Regions from separate parts of the Mus musculus genome. Here region 2 is linked to region 1. Evidence: chromatin contacts called from public Hi-C data. All regions are on one chromosome and are shown on one strand. The core of a region is the stretch at or near the end of the contact, and the rest is flanking DNA. Distances in the headings are between cores, read along the strand shown. Region 1 has its middle 77 kb from the start of Zswim2. Region 2 overlaps Calcrl (calcitonin receptor-like).

Region 1 (3,228 bases), core at 460-2,959:
GCATGGGGTAAATCTGTTTGCTTCATCTTAATGAGGTCTCATTAGACTTGTTGGACTTGGATATTCCTTCCTCCTCATAGATTTGGAAAGTTTTTAGTCATTAAAATAAACAAATAAAATTTCATGTTCACTTTTTTCTCTTTCTTTCTCTGCAGCCTCTATGGTGTACATAATATCCATGTGATCAGATTTCATTATCTCCTTAGATCTCCTTAACACTTTCATTTTCCCCTGTTCCACTGAATGGATTATTTAAAATGCCTCATCCTGAATTTGCTTGTCTGTTTGTTATGTAAGTACTTTACTAGATTTTCTGCTTGCGCTCTTTCATGAAATTTCTATTTGCTTACTATATTATAAAGCTCTGATTAAAAATTAAAACATTCTCTACTAAAAGTCTCATTTGCCAATGGGTAATTTTCTTCATCTCATTGAAAACAATTTATTTATTATTGTCCTGTGTGCATGATGTGTGTGTACTCAACTGTCACATTGCATGTGTGAAGGTTAGAGAATAATTTTCGGGAGTAGTTTCTCTTCTGTCATAGATTCAGGCAAACCAACTCAGATAGGTAGGCTTGTGTGACACGTACTTTTTCCTGCTAAGCTATGTCATCAGTCTTCACTGAGCATTCTTATTTTTAATTGTTTAACAGCTCATTAAAATTCTTAAATTTTTTAATAGTGGGTTTCTGAATATTTTTAATATTTTATATTTTTGGTTGACCATTTAACCCTCTTTTTCTTTAAGTTTATTTACTTTTATTTTATGTGCATTGTTGTCTTGCCTTATATATGTCTGTGTGGGAGGTTCAGATCTTGGAGTTACAGACACATGTGAGCTGTCATGTGAGGGCTGGGATTTGAATCTGGATCTTCTGGAAGAGCAGTCAGTGCCCTTAACTGCTGAGCCATCTCTCCAGCACCCCCCCCCCCATCCCTTTACTCTTTTTATTTATGCTCCTTGTAACTTTAATGTTGACATCTATTCATTTGAAAACAAAACAACTTTTACTGTTTTTTATAGGTGGGTTTTATATGCAGAAAGACCCTAGGCCTTTAGATTGGCTAGAGATTTTGAACATTTGTGTCTTTCTCAGAAGTTGTCCATGTATATTGCTCACTAGAGATATCTTCCTGTTTTTCTTAGACGTTCTCAATGAGTTCCTCTCTTTTATTGGTTTGCTATACCACAGGTCCCCTCAAGAAGCCGTATGCATCCAACTCTGTTGTTCTTAGCTGCTTTCAGGCTTCTGGAACATTCTGTGGTCTTACTAGCATCTTATAGCTAGTAGAGCCTGATAGGAATCAGTCTTTCATGGATATTGTCCCAAAGCTAGAACACATTTCCTCTGCCACCAAAGTCTGTAGGCCACTGTCTGTCTGGATCTTTGAGGACAGTTGTATATCAACTCCTGTCCTTTGAGTTCTGTGAGCTCTAAGCATCCTGGTCATTCAAGGACCTGCCTATTTGCCCAGGTGGAGAGACAGACCAGCTCCTCTGCGAGTCTACCATAAATTTGGAACAGATTTCCCACTCTTTTCTTGCCCTCACGAGGGAATGGCTTTGAGTTAATTTGGTCTCTATTTGCTGGATCCTCTGAAGTTGCAGCATGTCTCATTGGAATCTGTTCCGTTTCAACCATGTTCTTATGTAGCTAAGACAGGAATCAGTCATTTGGATGCTGTCCAGAAAAAGCAACATGACACATGCTTTACTCTTGTCTTAGCTGCTGGGGGAGTGGCTACCTAATCACACAGACCTTGTCTGCCCTTCTGTGGGTTCCTTGGAGGCAGCAGCATGCTGCCCAGCTCTCTCCGTGCATCTCAAATATGTTGGGTCCTATTGCCAACTCTGGTTCCTGAGGCAGTGGTATAAACTAGAACCTCAGAGGGCCTCTCAGGAAGTCACAATGTGAAATCTAGTCTCACCCTCTTCCCCCAACTCTCTAGAGAGAAGTGAGAAGCTGAGAGCTCCCTCCTGGTCATGTAGGTCAGTCAGAAAGGACTGTGATGAGGGTCCAGAGTGCCTTGCTGTCTTTGATGCAGCCAGCTCATACTTGCTTGGAATATAGGAATCTCTTAACTGGTTTCCAGATTTCCCATTTATGCAACTGGAGATTTGACGTTACTATAAAAGAGCAGGTATGAGAAATTCTTACTATTCTTATCTTGCTGATGTCATCCTAATGCTTATTTTTTTAATGGAAATCTTATATACTCTACTATACTTTGGAATTGAAAGACACATGATTCTATATACATTTAACAAATATTAATCCCTTTATGGTTATGATTTTCTATCCAAATTCTTATATTTTTGACTCATTTAATGAGTACAATTAGAAGTCAGCAAGCCTCAGAAGCACTTAGTTATTTCCTAAGGTGCAGACCTGTGTCCAGAGCTCTGTATGTCACTTGGAATCAGTTCGGGTACAAGGAACTTCGGGAATTATTTATCCTATTTTTTTCCTATAATATTAGAAAATAAAAAAACTTCTTAAAAAGGAAGACACAACTTACCTCCCAACACAAACTCCATGTGATACTGGAGAGTTGTATATTGCTGCTGGAATTGTCCTAGCCTGGCTGGTGCATAACAGTGCTCCTAGAACGAAAATCAGCAGTCTTGTTTTGTATGTCTAGTTCAATGTTTGTAAATAACAAATTTTGAACTTATTGTCAACATTTCAAAGATTGAGTTGTTTTATACAGAGACAAACATTCTGGAGTTCTCTTAATAAGCTGAAAGTCTGTAGGACTAGATTGAAACTGTCTAAGGTAACGGCGGTTAGAAATTAAGTAGAAGGCTGGAGAGATGGTTCAGCAGTTAAGAGAGCTTCTTGCTCTTTCAGAGGAAGAGTCCCAGCACCAATAAAGCTGCTCAAAATTATCTATTCCTCCAGGGGAGCCAGTCCCCTCTTCTGACCTCCAGTGGCACCAGGCACACATGTGGTATACAGACATGCATACAGGAAAAATACCCTTACACGCACACGCATACGCACACTGGACCCTACTGTTTTAAAGTTTATAAAATTTTGCATTAGTCACTGTTCTTTTTACTTAATGGAGTTCAGACTTAGTTTTCCAATAATTATCATGAGAATATTGTTCTGGTGAGAGTAATTTACGGCCTGGTATGCTTTTCTTACTGCCTACTGCACTGTACCTTTAGAAGAGTGTCATTGTCTGGAAGGACTGATATTTGCAGAAACAATTGTCTCA
Region 2 (3,041 bases), core at 538-3,037, 390 kb after region 1:
CTGAAGGCATCTACTACTAAGGAGATGAATTACACAAAAATTGGATAATCTTTGCAAGACATAGAGGTAGCACAGCAGAGCTAGCTGAAAGTGAAGAATAACTAATAGAGCTATAACCCTAATAGATATCCATGAATTATAGATAGTCAGGTATGTAGCTCTAGTACAGCCTGTTCCTAGCATGTGTTAGGTCCTGAGTTCAACAACCAGCATCTATATAAACAAATATAAATAAATAAATAAATAAATACATAAATAAATAAATAAATAGAGTTATATTTTATTGTATTCATTATAGCATATTTTAGAAGAAAATATTTTATCAAGATTGACATAGTTGATAAAAGATATTTAACATGCTTTGACTGAAAGATTAATTAAGGCCAGATAGAAAATAAAATAATAATAACTGTTTATTCTTGACCAATATTTATATTCATATTTCCAAGACCAAGATTGATTATTTAACTTCAAAATAACACTAAGTATAGCAGAATTAACAAATAATTCTAGTGTTCAAGCTAAAAGAAAAGCCAAATGGAAGCTAAAATCCAAACAACTTGGTTACTATAATTTTGTAATAATTACTGAACAGAATTTTTAGGCAATATGATCAGGATAAACTAGTAAAGGTGTGTGAAACATGAATCTTAAATTTGTGGGAAAATATCTTAGATTCAATTCAAATTAGGTAAAGATTTAAACGTGAAATATTCCTAGAAAATATTTAGAAATGCATTATCATTGATATTTTTACCATTTTGTGTCAAAAGACCTTTGAGCAAGATTATTAAACATCAGTGATAGCTATTATTAGGTCCCTTTCAAAGTATAATGTAGTCAGAGAGGTTGCTCTTTGTCCCCTTCTATCTCTCATTAGTCAGGTTTTGGAGTGTGCCAAGTGATTGTGTAAATTAACCATTCCAAAATGCTTGGAGCTAGAAGACCAGAAGTGTGACCATGTTGTTATTAGTTAGAAAGAAATGCATATGCTGATGGGTTTTCAGCTCATCTTTAGGACAAAGGATTTTAACAGATATGCCAGATTCTCAGAACTGAGGAGGACTTGAAAATCTTGCAGTGTCATCTGCTTGCTTTACAGACTTCAGACTTAGAATATAGGAGCCAAGGGAGTTAGTGAATTACAATATGTTCCACGACAGTGGCACTGAGCTAAAACCAGGCATCATGTCTCCTTGGTCTCAGCTTTGGGCTATTTTATTAGACCAAAACAAAACCATCATTGATTCAAACTGATGAATGGAAGTCAATTCCTACTTTTAGTTACATGTTTCATCGCCATGGTGATGATATTTTGAACCTATTAGTTGCTGGATTTTAAATTAATTTGCACTTTAAAGTTAATTGTTAAAATAAAAATAATTAGAAAGGCACATTTAGCATTACACACACACTACCATGCTCAATAAGTCATATGGGATGAAGCAACTGAAGAGACAGCAGTTTAAATTTGTACCTCTCATTCCATTTCTTCAAAACTACTAAATACATGCTACAATTTTCACATTGGAGTGATATTCTAAAATATTGTATAATCTTCCCTGATGCCAAATTATGATACACACATTGGGAAGCCAAACCCAGTTATTTTCTATTAAAAAAAAATCTCCTCTTACAGGTTCTTCCCTGCTATCATTATGAAGCAAGATTATAAGACGTGATTTGGCGTCACATCACATTGGGAATATCAGGAAGACAAAGGCAGCTAGCTGTCACATACATGTTGGCTTTCGGTGCACTCAGACCTTGCTGTGAGGAACACTGAGTCATCTGAAATGCAGGGTGTAGAGGAAGCTGACACATTAAGGGACAGAGCACTCATGAGTTCCCAAAGACAGGCAATGGGACAAAGGACAATTACACATGCTCTATTTTGGGACCTAGTTGGGAATTCTTTATTAAGAAATGCACAGCTCAGAAATAAGAAAGAAAGAGAAAGAGAGAGAGAGAGAGAGAGAAAGAGAGAAAGAGAGGAAGAAAGAGAGAGAGAGAGAGAGAGAGAGAGAGAGAGAGAGAGAGAGAGAGAGAGAGAAAGGAACCATCTCACAAAACTTTAATAAGATAACACAATTTTACTTTCAGTACAATTATTATACCTTCATAGGAAAATCATTTTTGAATTATTAAAAAAAAACCTTCAGCTTTACCAAAAGTAAGTTAGTGTAAGAAGATCTAATTAAATATTATGGGGACTGTCAGGTGCAGCAAATAGATGCTTAGTTATTTTATTTGCCATAGCACTACAATGACTGACACATCTGTCTTTTTGGATGCACCAAAACCTATGAAGCTTGCTGTTCTTTGACAGAATAAAATTCAGTGTTTTCTAAGGATTCCTAAAAATGGTATCTGGAATACTGCAAAATAGTGACGCAGCTCATATGACTGTTCTTTTATTTATAATTAAGGTGCCCTGTGTATTCTAATTATAAGAAACTTTTATCTCACCCCATTCACAGACATGATCTAACAGTGATTATGTGGTTGAGAAAAATAAGAATCCGCTGAGAAGCACTTGAAAAAATGTACAATATCCTTAATCATCAGAGAAATGCAAATCAAAACAACCCTGAGATTCCACCTCACACCAGTCAGAATGGCTAGGATCAAAAAATTCACATGACAGCAGATGCTGGTGAGGATGTGGAGAAAGAGGAACACTCCTCCATTGCTGGTGGGATTGCAAGCTGATACAACCACTCTGGAAATCAGTCTGGCGGTTCCTCAGAAAACTGGACATAGTACTACCACTAGATCCAGCAATACCTCTCCTGAGCATATACCCAGAAGATGTTCGAACATGTGATAAGGACACATTCTCCACTATGTTCATAGCAGCTCTATTTATAATAGCCAGAAGCTGGAAAAAACACAAATGTCCCTCAACAGAAGAATGGATACAGAAAATGTGGTACATTTACACAATGGAGTGCTACTCAGCTATTAAAAACAATGAATTTATGAAATTCTTGGGCAAATGGATGTATCTGGAGGATATCATCCTGAGTGAGGTAACCCAA

Evidence for each region. Hi-C and Micro-C count contacts between places; a contact is called where the count stands out from the background.
Region 2: a Hi-C map of bone marrow-derived macrophages shows a contact between it and region 1, with 14 read pairs. The contact joins two enhancer-like sites. A contact is called at or near these places in 1 of 484 Hi-C or Micro-C datasets (bone marrow-derived macrophages) and 1 of 115 datasets of contacts at active chromatin or transcription factors (embryonic stem cells).

Annotation. Positions count from the first base shown.
Region 1 is chr2:84,016,787-84,020,014 of GRCm38.p6, forward strand. No RefSeq gene overlaps it. Among named protein-coding and RNA genes, the nearest start is that of Zswim2, 77 kb to the left of the region's middle. Within about 2 kb of position 1,710, at least 36 of the 459 cell types and tissues checked have an H3K27ac peak or open chromatin away from gene starts, as enhancers often do. A contact at or near this core is called in bone marrow-derived macrophages, where this site is marked.
Region 2 is chr2:84,403,229-84,406,269 of GRCm38.p6, forward strand. All of the region lies in intron 2 of Calcrl (calcitonin receptor-like), which reads right to left. Among named protein-coding and RNA genes, the nearest start is that of Calcrl, 21 kb to the right of the region's middle. Within about 2 kb of position 1,788, at least 6 of the 459 cell types and tissues checked have an H3K27ac peak or open chromatin away from gene starts, as enhancers often do. A contact at or near this core is called in bone marrow-derived macrophages, where this site is marked.